2 separate regions of the Sus scrofa genome follow, and region 2 is linked to region 1. A link is a contact called in public Hi-C data. All regions are on one chromosome and are shown on one strand. Each heading gives the region's core, a stretch centred on a gene start, on an enhancer-like site or on the middle of the called end of the contact. The rest is flanking DNA. Distances are from core to core; before and after follow the strand shown. Region 1 holds the start of SFMBT2 (scm-like with four MBT domains protein 2). Region 2 has its middle 260 kb from the start of PRKCQ.

What was found. Hi-C and Micro-C count contacts between places; a contact is called where the count stands out from the background.
Region 2: a Hi-C map of liver shows a contact between it and region 1, with 4 times the contacts expected there. The contact joins the enhancer-like site here to the promoter of SFMBT2 in region 1. A contact is called at or near these places in 1 of 5 promoter capture datasets (liver), 19 of 47 Hi-C or Micro-C datasets (adipose tissue, alveolar macrophages, blood and 11 more) and 1 of 2 datasets of contacts at active chromatin or transcription factors (skeletal muscle).

What each region holds. Positions count from the first base shown.
Region 1 is chr10:63,874,723-63,880,585 of Sscrofa11.1, forward strand. SFMBT2 (scm-like with four MBT domains protein 2) reads left to right here and starts at 2,311. Exons shown (of 21, transcript XM_021065007.1): 1 at 2,311-2,489.
Region 2 is chr10:64,184,572-64,190,257 of Sscrofa11.1, forward strand. No RefSeq gene overlaps it. Among named protein-coding and RNA genes, the nearest start is that of PRKCQ, 260 kb to the right of the region's middle. Within about 2 kb of position 4,165, at least 9 of the 83 cell types and tissues checked have an H3K27ac peak or open chromatin away from gene starts, as enhancers often do. A contact at or near this core is called in liver, where this site is marked.

The sequences.
Region 1 (5,863 bases), core at 1,061-3,560:
GCAGAAACGGCTAAGGAAGCTTCAAGAAGTTACGTGGGAAAGAAGTGGCCAAACTTTGAGAACGTTCACCCTCGACAATGTTGAGATTCTCGGTGGTAACAATGTGATGGTCCTGTGTACCCTGGCTTCCCAATTTCATTTCCTAATCGCGATAAGTACAAAAAACAAAACAAAACAAAAACAGAAAAATCTAACGTCTCCACACTGTTTTCCAGACGCATGGGCCCAGTTATGCAGGGGTCTGAATACCCAAAACACACTCATTACTTTGAAGAAATTGTAGTCTATAGATGGTCGAGTTAGGAGTTAGGTGTTCTTTTGCATTTGTTCTTTATTTTGATGAAATAAACGTTCCGTCCATGATAATGATTTGGCTGGTAAACAAGCCTGGAGCCAGCGCGATGGCTGTTCCCCGAGAGGGAACACGCATCCTTCCTCTAAACGGGAACCGCCCGGAAGTCCTGGGGATGCGAGAGGCGGGGAGCAGCAAACCTCTGCCCGCTCCCCCGCGGCGAGTTCTGGGACACACCGGGGAACCGTGCTGCCGCGATCCCCTCGTAGGGTCACCGCCACCACGGTGGGCGCAACGCGGTGGGGGAGTGGGGCTGGCTGGAGAAGGGGATCTGCTTCCTTGGCGCCGCAGCCGGTGACCCCATCGATGGCAAGGGCGCTCGGGTTGAGTTTCCTGCACTGTTAAGCCCTCTTGGGCTGCCACTGTCCCCTGCCCCTTTTCCTCCCTCCCTTCTGGCCAGCTGTGTGAAGGATCTAGAGGAGGTGACTAGGGCGTGGAGACCCAGGTGGGGGCTAGAGCCAAGGAGACTGTCTGGCCGTCCCCATTCCGGATTCCTTGGAGCCGCGGTGAGTCCATCTGGAATCCATCTGGAGCCTTCTCAGGGGACAGAGCGAGGCAGTTTTGGGGTGCAGGCGACAGGGTTAATGTGCAGGGACGGGGTGCGGTTGGTTTGGGAACTCTCCGTCTTCAGTGACCTTCGGGTGAAACAGGTCGGATGTCCCCAAAGAGGAGGGGACCAGGAAGCTGGACGGGATGCAGACTGGGGCTGGAGTTTGAACCGTGTGAGTCGCTTGCCCTCTCAGAGTCTCAGGCGGCACCTCAGATGGAGATGTGAGAGGACGAAGGCGTTTTATACCTCGCAGAGAGCTCTCCAAGATGTAAGGAAATACCTTTTGCGCAGACGGCAAGTGAGCAGGGTCTCCCTGCCGCCGGAGCCCCCCCAGGATCTCCGACCTCCGCCCACGTTTCCGTGGAACGCCGCTCGCGACCGTGCGGCTTGGATCGAGCAGTTTCTGGGCACATCCCTTTGGCGGTTCTTCTAGACCAACTCTGCCCCCACCGTCGGGGAGAGGACCCGCCTATGCTGGACCCCTGTCCGTCCTGTGCGCGCTCGGACTCTGACCTCCACTCTCCATCCCCGGATCCCCTGCCCAGTCCCCAGCCTTACGGAGCATTCACCTTTCCTCCGGGGACCTCATGTGCCCGGCTCCTCTGTCTTTGAGGACGCGCGGGAGTGGCCGGGCTTGGGAGGGTGGGCGGAGCTGCGAACTCGCCGCAGCCTTGGGGACCTCTCAGTCCTCCTGACCCCTGGGCCGGGGTTAGGGGCGCAGCGAGAGGGGGTTGTAGGAAGAAGATGGACACAGAACTGGGAGACTCCGGGGGATTTTACCTCTTGTGGCCATAAGGCAAAAACCCTGACAAAAGGTGTCCTATCTCCATTTCCCACGGAAATAAATTCTAGCCCCTCGCAGCATCTCCTCTCTACTAAGTACAGCCCACCTAAGGAAGTTCTCGGTCTGGCCCCTCGGACGTCGCCAGTATTTCCGCCCTGGGGACGTTCCGTTCAGTCTCTGCTCAGCTCAGGCCTGAGGAGCTCTGCTTTGTCCGCCTCCCTCCCCTGTCCCCGGAATAGGGCCCGGGGACCCGCCACCCGGAAACCCTGCCCCGTAGGGATCTGCGCGGCCCCCCATTTCCCCCCACCGTCGCCGAAGGCCACGTTTTTCTCGGGCGGGAATCTTTTCCCGCCTTACAAATAGCTGGCCCAAGCCCGGTGCCCTCTTTGGTCGCCTAGGCCTGGACATAGCCCGGGAGACGCCGTGGCGACCCTTGTTAGCTGCGTCCCGCAGATACCTCGCCCGAGCAGTTACTCCCCTGCGGTGGTTTCCCTGGAAAATCTTTCCTCGGCCCCCTCCCGCCCTCCCTGAGGGCCAGGAAATGTTTGAATCTGCATAGAAAAGGCGCAATTTAAGTGCTGGGTGGGGCGCAGTGGGGCGGGACAGGGGTTGCGGAGAGGATTGAATTTCTCTTCGCTCGCAACCTTCCGTCGGCGGATAAAGCGCAAGTTTGTGGATTTCGCCCCCAGAGAGATTGCAAAACCGATGAAACAGAAAGTGTCCAGTGAGATGCAGAGTTTGCCCAGATTTCCCTGCAGAGGCGTTTGCGGAAACCCCTGTGATGGGAACTTTCTGCATTTCGTGTACGGAGGGAGCTAAAGGAAAGGAGGGAAGGGAGCGGGGCGGGGAGGGAGGCATTGGGAGCGTGAAGCGTGAAGCGTGTGTGTGTGTGTGTGTGTGTGTGTGTGTGTGTGTGTGTGTACGCGCGCGCGCGCGCGCGCGCAGGGGGGGAGGTTGTGCCCGGGAGCGGGGGCGTCACAGCGGGGGCAGAGGAAGGAGTGCAGAACGTCCTGCAGGCTAATTGGCTTAAGACGTTCTGCAAGCGCTTGGAAAAGGTCGTTGAAGGAGTTCGCTGCACACACACCAAATAATAATCTTAAAAAAGAGTGCCGGGCATGCGCACACGGAGGATGCCATATTGGAAGGAGGCTGTAGTGGGAGTCGGAGGACCAGAGCGGGCGCGCGAGGGAGGCGGCGGGCGGGGAGTGAGCGAGGCAGAGCGAGCGAGCGGGCGGGCGAGGCCGGCGTCCCCACCCCCCCTAACCCCCGGCGGCGCCCGGGGCCTCGGTCCACCCACGGGGAGGACGAACTTCACCAGGTAGGACGCCGCGCCGGCCGCTGTCCCCGCGCCCAGCCCGCCCCGCGAGCAACCCTCCGGCCCGCAGGTTGAGTGCGCCGGGCAGGCTTCTTTTTTTCCAGCTCCGAAAAAAAAAAAAAGGGAAGCTCGAGCTAGCCCGGGAGTGGGGGGCTGGAGGAGGGGGTGCCGAGGGAGAGAAGCGAAAGAGAAGGGCTGGAGGAGAAAGCGACAGCACTTGAGCAGAGCCCCAAACTCCGCGCTGCGCTCCGGGTTGTCATTTTTGCTCCCCCGTCCCCTTCCCCCTCGTCCCTCCGCTTTGAAAAAGCCGGGCCTTGCGGGAGTCCGTCCGTAGTTGCAAAGTGTCCTCCCGGGTGCAAAGCTGTCCTCTCCCGCCGCCCACCTCCCGCATTTGTGCGCTCGTTTTAGCGACGCAGCCGCCCTTGCTACCCCCCGCGCTCCCTCGTCTTCTCTCGGGGGTCTCTTTCTTCGGCTTCCTTTTTTTTTTTCCCCCCTTTCCTTTTCTTTTCGGTGTGTCTGTTAGGGGTGGCAGGAGGGGGGTGTGGAGAAGATGGTGGGTGAGTACTGGAGACCAACCATCTAGAGGATTAAAAATCGTGTACATATTCGGAGTCACCCCTTTGGAAACATTTGCCTGTGCAGCTGAAATGAAATTGTCAGTAGTAGTTTCGGAGCGAGCTCCGGTATGGATGATCTTTTTGTTCTTTTTTTCCCTTTTTTCCCCCTTTTCTTTTTGGTGGTACATTAAAGTAATATCCTGTCACTTGGGGCTTTCCTGTTGTCTACTCTCATGTGACCTCCTTTCAAAATTACTAATCTGATCTGGCTTTCGAGTTTATTTTTTAGTACGTGTGTGTGTCAGTCAAATCCGCCCAAAAAAAAAAAAAAAAAAAACTGTAGGGACTGCTAGATCGATCTATTGATTTTTGACCCGGGGCTGCGCCAGGGGATTAGTTGGGAGAAGGGGGAGTTTAGGGGTTGGGGGGTTGGGTGATTTGCGGTGGGCAGACGCACAGTCCAGAACCGGATCTGTACTCGTGTTTTCTTGGAAGCAACTGCCGGGAAGCACTATTTAGAAGCCGTGCCAGTTTCAATATGGCGGGCTAAGGTGGCTTTTAAAAACTGAAAATAAAGGTTTTGAGGTGGGAAAAAACCCAACCGGAGATGCTGTCCCTTAGTTTCAACTCTCTTTGGCTACTCCAGTAGCTGCTTTAGCGAATTAAATGGGAAAAAAGAGAGGGAATGAGCTGCCCTAGTTTTTTCCGTGGTTAGAGTCTGCGTGTCCAGTCGATTGCTGGAGGGGAGAGGGCGACCGCTGGCCCGGACCGGGGCGTCCGAGCAAAACTGTTCTGTGTGCCTTTGGATTAGTGTGCATACCTGTGTGTGCAGTTGGGTGGGGGGAGGGGGTCAAAGAGATCCGCCCCTAATTCGTGTGTGCGTCTTGGAACCGGACCCTGCTATGATGTGACATGACAAACTGCTGACACGTGGTGCAAAATACAGGAGGGCAAAGGGAATGATTTATTTCGGCTTTCTACGAGACGAGTTCTCGTTCTCTGTAGGCTAGATTCTGTGTGGGTAAAGCTCGGTAGGTGGGAGGAGGAGGTGCTTACTAAAAGGACTAACAGTCCAGGGTTTCGGGTGCAGCCTGGCTGCAGACGCCCGTGGGGTGTTTTGCGTGCAGGGGGCGCGCTGCGCCTATTGGTGGGCATCTGGTACAGTTCGTACAGAGGTGGGGTGGGAGGTCGGGGGGCCGTCGTCTCAGGCGTGGGTGTGTGTGTGTGTGTGTGTGTGTGGGTGTGTGTGAAGGTGGAGCGGGGGGAAGGGCGGGGGCGCCCGGAGCTCCGCTTTAAAGCGTGGAGGGAGGAGTTGCGCTCCAGGGAAGGTGGGGGATGGGAAGAGCGTTCGCGGAAGAAAGTGTCCTTTGCTCCTGCCGGGTTTCGATCGACAGGGCTGGATCGGCGAGGGGCGTTCGCCCAGGAGCTTGCAGGGGTGTCGCCTTGGGTTTTGAGAAGACTGCTGGGAACCCGGGAGAGGCCGGCCTCCGGGACCAGGGAGGGTCTGAGAGTGGAGTTTGAGGGCAAAGTCGGAGCTTCTAAGTGGAGCCCGAGGGAAAAGCAAGAAAACCGAGCTCCCTTAGCTGGGAACAGGGGTCCCCGACAGGGGTCGCCAGTGGCCAGAATGCAGCTGCCGGGCGGAGGTCGGGCAGTGGTGCCCCCGGGGTGGACCGGGGCCGCTTGGCAGCCACGCGTAGTACCCGGGGGCCGGGCGAGGGACAGGTCCAGGGGACCTTCTCAGGGCCCGCAGACCTCATGGCCCATCTGCCTAGTGTGCCAAGACGTTTTTAAATCCTAGGGTTAAAAAGACAGCGCTGGCCAGGTCTGTAGTTACCGCAGTAACGTAGTCTCTGGGCGTTCGCGGGGGCCTAGGGGCAAGATCGGTGGGGTCAGCTCATCCTCCCACTTAGACGGACACAGGCCTGTCCCTCTCGGTGTGGATGGGGGCTGGGGGGAGGTGTTACCAGGATTGGAGACCTCGCAGCAGATTTTCCCTCCCACCTGGACGGCCAGGCTTGAGCGATCCGCGACCCTCAGGCCCGGGCGCGTTTCACCCCCCCCGCCTCTCCATCCCCGGGCCGAGGCGGCAGCGCGTTCCCCGGTGCCCCCGACTCCGCGGGTCCTGCCAGAGACGAGCTCCCCCGTGGGCTTCGCCGAAGTGGAAACCAACCTAAAATGGCTCTGTGCTTGTAAACTGCAGTTTCAGCCGGGAACCCCTCCCCTCGCCCTCCTGACGTCGCCGCTGACAAGCGCACAATTCAGTCCAACGCCCCGAAACCTGCGATTTTGCACGGAGCTGGGCCAT
Region 2 (5,686 bases), core at 2,915-5,414, 310 kb after region 1:
GAAAAGCCACGTAGCTCAAAACAATTAGCAAGTGATTAGCATGTGGCCCCCCCCCCCCCCCCGGGGAAGGAGGCATTGTGTTAGCTGCCTGGGGGCTCAGTGGTGAATAACACACACTTAGAACTTGCCTGCATAAGTCTTGGGTCTTTCAGGGAAACAGACATTAAAAAAGCCATTCATGGGACCTGAGGGACATTTAGGAAAGAGGAAGATGAGGAACGTGAGCGATCCTTGGCTTTTGTGAGCCGTAAATGGTAATCAGAAATACTTTTTAAAATCAAAAGCACAAAAACCTCAAAAGCTTTTTCTACAACAATACAGATGATGAGGAACCCAGGTGGGAGCCACGGCTGATCACGGGTTATAATCTTCCTAAATTACACACGGTGTAAGAACACATGTTGGGATCAGGCCGAAAAATCACCGTGGCAATGCAGGATGCAAAAGATGACGCCTTAAAGGAACCTCGCTGCTCTCTTGAAAGAGAAAGGCATAATACCGCAGGTGCTTTGAGAGTTCTCCCAGAAAAGTGCGCACACTCGGAAATTAAAAGTGCTTTAGGAATTGCAGGTCCTCAAATGGGCAATGTTTTCCGATGCTGATCTTTTATGATAACCCAGCCAAGGGTGAGGTGAGGTGATTTCATCCTTTTAAAAAAAACATGCATTAGTGGTTTACAGCTAGAAAAGATCTTTTTACACACGAGCTCGTTTTAATTCTCTCTGGGTGTCTGCCTCTGCTACGCCACTTCCCTCCCCCACTTGTTTGTCACGAAGATGGCTAAGACAAATAACAATTACAGCTAACAGGTAAATCGCATTCTAGGTGCCAGGCCCGTGCCAAGCAATTTGCCTGTGCCTTATCTTAGCCAATCCGCAATAAACATTTTTCCTTATTTCTGGTTTATAGATAATGTATCAGATTGAATCCTGTAATGAAGCATAATGGAAGAGACTATGGAAAAGAATATATCCATGTGTAAGAAAATATCACTGTGTGAACTGGAGTTTGGCACGTGCCCTCTGCTCTACAGGGACTGAATCGTGAGCCACGGCAGGTGCCCGATGCTCAGCACCCCCGAAAGGAGCTCAGCGTGGAGACCAGGGGTGAGGGCACTCTGAGGTCTGGGAAAACCGGCAGAATAGGTCTTCAGATAGTTAGATAGTTTCAGAAGATTTTATGAGCCCAATTCTTGCCTCTCCTTGTATCTGGAAAAGCACTAAAATCCTTCATGGTGACATCTGCTCCTCGTGACCAGCGGTGACCTTCTGTAAAATGCATGCTTGGTAGCAGGGACCTCCCCTTTCACCAAAATCACATACGTACCAACCTTCCCCCTGCCTCTTTGGAGCAGTTTCTTCAGAGCTCTCTGAAAAATGCTGCTTTCCATGCTACGGTCCTCTTTTTGCCCCAAATAAAACTGAACCCTCAAATTTTAGGTTATGCATTTTTTTAAAGAAGGCAACTGAACCACTTAGCTATACACCAGAAACTAACACAACATTGCAAATAAACTAAACTTCAATTACAAAAAAGTGTTAGATTTTTTGGGGGAGGTCTTTTTTTTTAGGGTGGCACCTGTGGCATATGGAAGCTCCGGCTAGGGGTTGAATAGGAGCTGCAGCTGCCGGCCTGCACCACAGCCCCGGCAACAGCAATGCAGGATCCAAGCCATGTCTGCCACCTACACGGCAGCTCATAGCAACACTGGATCCTTAACCCACTGAGCGGGGCCACGGACTGAACCCAGGTCCTCATGGATACTCATTGTGTTTGTAACCCCCTGAGCTGCAAGGAGAACTCAAAACAAACAAACCAAAAAACCTATCAGATTTAAAGGGCTTTCTAACCTGCCGGGAAGGGACAGGGTGGACCTCTGTCTGGATCCAGAGATACTCTCGGGAACTCAGCCTATGTCCCCTTGTAGCTAATTAATTTGGTTTTAGCATTTCTATGAAGCAGCTTCAACATGCTTGATGGAAATTTTACAGAGAGGTGGAAAAGAAACATAGGAATCCAACTTAACAGCTTTCGAGATACAAATGAACCTTAAATTTGATGCTAACTGGCGCCCAGAATGAATATGAGTGAAATACGGTGGTCTCACTGGCACCCACGTGTCTCGTGCCAGGATCCAGTCTTTATATCCAGCTCTCAGCCATAAAGGTGTATTTTTTTTTTCTGGCTGCTGGAAGGATGAGGAAGGGAAAAGAGGTTCTCAGCAAAGGTTCTTGGAAGAGGAACTAAAAGGCGTCAGGGGACAGGGACTTGGCAGAGGCTTGGCAGGTGTGTGATGGAGACTCTAGATGGGTCCTTTCCCCGGCCTCACAGAGTATAAGTGACAAATATCATGGTCACCGGGGATGAGCGAAAGTCTGCGGTGGGAGGATTGGACGTGTGCCGACAGGGAAAAAGGATTCTCACCACCCATCATTTCACATGGGTACCTTTGGGGGGGCGGTGAGAAGACACACGCTCTACTCAGCCCATCTCGGTGACCGGTACGGTACCCGCAACGGCAGCCACCGTTTTCCTTCTTGCAAGTGGAAGTTCGTACGCCTTGACCAGCCTGGTCCTATTTCTCCTTCCTCAGCCCCCACAACCACCATTCAACTCTCTGCTGCAGCTGTTTTCAACCCACGTAGAGTTGATATCATGCAATACTTGTCTCTGTCTGGCTTATTTCACTTAGCACGATGCCCTCCATTTCCCTCTATGCTGTTGACAATGACGGGAACTCCTTCTCTTTTTTAGGGGGCGGAGGTGTCAAGGCATTTTATGGAGGGGCTTTGTGGGGGTCTATGTGTTCAGCACTGTTAGGCGATTTGGTATTTTTCTCTCGAATCTTCTTGAGGTCAAATTCTCTCACAGTTTTCCATGTGAAGAAACTCAAATACATGGGAGGTGAGAAATTAACCTCCCTAAAGTCATAGGACTAGCAAGGGGGAAACTGGGTTTTAAAATAACCGACAGCCAACATCATAACAGCAATTGAGCCCCCCAAATGGGGGAGAGCCTGTGTCCTAATTCTGACCCAGGAAATGACTAGTTGTGGGGTGTTGGGATATACATTGTTTAACTTCGATTATTTTAGATGTGAAGTAAAAAAAAAAAAAGAAAAGAAAAGAAAAGAAAAAAGTCCAGCTCCCTCGGCTGTCAGGGAGATAAACAATTTAGTAGCACAAAGCCTTTCGTGGGAGAACTGTGATAATTGAGGTTTTTTTAACTTCCAAGAATTGTATTCAAGGAGAGTTTCAACTTCCTTGCCTTGTTCACAATCTGTTTCTGGAAGAAAAGAAAAATTGGGGTGGGGGGGGAGGTTTAGCATTATTTCCTGAGGTAGAAAATCGGAGTAAAATCTCAGAGCTGGACATTTCAGGACCCAGGATGGAGGCGAGTTTCTGCGTTTCCTGTGAGGTGGGTCCACGGTGTGTGTGTGTGTGTGTGTGTGTGTGTGTGTGTGTGTGTGTGTGTGTGTGTGTGTGTGTGTCAGAGAGAGAGAAGGAGAGAGAGAGAGAGAAGGAGAGAGAGAGAGAGAGGGAGAGAAAGCAAGAGACAGAGAGAGGGTGGGGTGGAGGGGAGACAGAAATTTCTCTCGAACCTCTTTGACGTGCCAGTCTGTAGAAGTAAGCATAAAACAGAGGCAAACCACTGAAAGGAAAAAAATGGGTTTGTCTGCAGAACAAAAGTCTTTCAGCAGGAATGAATGTGAATCCAAAGAAAACCCAAACCCTCATTCCTGGCCCACAATACCCACACCACATGAAACGACAGGTGGGTGATGAGACGCAGCTGGGGAACACTGTGGATTTACAGGCTCTTGGTGAGCGGCCGCCTAAGCCAGGGAGCAGAGGGGTGCAGAGTCCTCGTCTGGACTCCTGTTCTGCAAGGTGGGGCTCGAAATGAGAGGGGCTGTGGGGAGCTGCGTCGTGTAGCATCAGGCAAAACCCAGGAAAAGGGGCCACGCTGGAAGCAGAGAGGCGGCCTTCGTGCACGTTTTTAACACAGTGCCTGAGCCTCAGCCCGTGGGTGAGGGATGTGTTGAAAACACCCGGGGATCAGAGGACACGGAACCTTTCCTTTTATAGAAGTGGAGGCAGGGAGGCAGAGCAGGCGGGGAACTCAGGCTGCACAGGAAACAGAGAGCGCGAAACCGCAGCTCGAGGTGACTGCCGTCCTCTTGGCTCTTTGGATAAAAATAGCTACCGACTGGGGCATTGTTCTCAACTTCAGTCAAGCCTGCCTCTTATCTTTTTTCTCTTTCGTTGTTTGAATTAAATTAAGTGATGATTGAACGGCAGGTGATTTCAGCAGATCACAAACTTCCTTGAAATCAAGGAACCCTTATGGATATAGGCAGCACCCTGCATCGCTCTGTCGAAAAATAATCAGTGGACCAATGGTCAATATTAGGTTTCCATGTGCAATAAAAATGATGATAGCGAAGTGACTGTACAGCTACGTACTATATGCGGACACATATATATTTCCACGTTTTTTGAAACTAAGTGAGGAAATGGGAGAGAAATTTTCTGTTTCTTTTTTTGCTTTTTAGGGCTGTACATGTGGCATGTGGAGGTTCCCAGGCTAGGGGTGGAATCGGAGCTACAGCTGCTGGCCTACACCACAGCTCATGGCAACACTGGATCCTTAACCCACTGAGCGAGGACAGGGATCGAACCCACAACCTCATGGTTCCTAGTCAGATTCGTTTCCACTGTGCCATGATGGGAACTCCGGGAGAGAGAAATTTTCAAGTTTGAGAATAAATTAACATGCAAAAATTGACAGTGAGACGTATTGTTTTCAGAAGGAAAGTTTTCATGGGAAAATAACTTAGCCATGACAGTCCACTATCAGTTAAAGACATTGCATGTTGGAAGTGGGTTAAGGTTCTTGCAAGTTGTAGGGTTCTGGCATTGCCATAGCTACGGTGTAGGTCACAACGGCAGCACGGGTTCGATCGCTCAGAACTTCCATGTGCCACAGTTGCAGCAAAAAAAAAAAAAAAAAAAAAAAAAAAAAGTTGGTGATTGATGAGTAGAAACAGGGAGAAGATAGGACAAGGAAATCAGTTTCCATTAAAAACTTGGAGGAGCTCCTGCGTGGCTCAGTGGGCTGGAGATCTGGCATTGTCACTGTCGTGGCTCTGATCAATGTTGTCGTGCGGATTTGATTCCTGGCCTGAGAGCTTCTGCATGCCATGGATGTGGCAAATATATATATATTGTCAAATTATTTAAAATGATTTTGAAACAATAAAGGGAATAAACAAAGAAAATTTTGAGTAGCTAGGCAAAAATATTGTCACTAAAAAGGGAGAAAATAGGGCTGGCCGCTTCAGAGAGCCCCAGTGTCACATTTATTATCCGGAGACTATGGTGTTTCAAGTGATATTATTCCGGTACCTTCAGAAGACTTAAGAGAGATACAGAAAATAAAGTGTGAGCCAAGGATTTACATTGGGCCAAGCTCTTCTTCCCTTATAATGAATATAGAAAACCGGTCTTTTAAACATACAGGAACCTGGGAGTTCCTGCTATGGTGCAGCGGGTTAAGGATGCAGCGTAGCTGTAGCCGTGACTTGGGTTCCATTCCTGGCCCAGAACCATGCCATGGGTGTGGCCAAATAAGTAAATAAATAAACAAAACATACAAAAACCCAGATAACATTGTTCCCATGAAC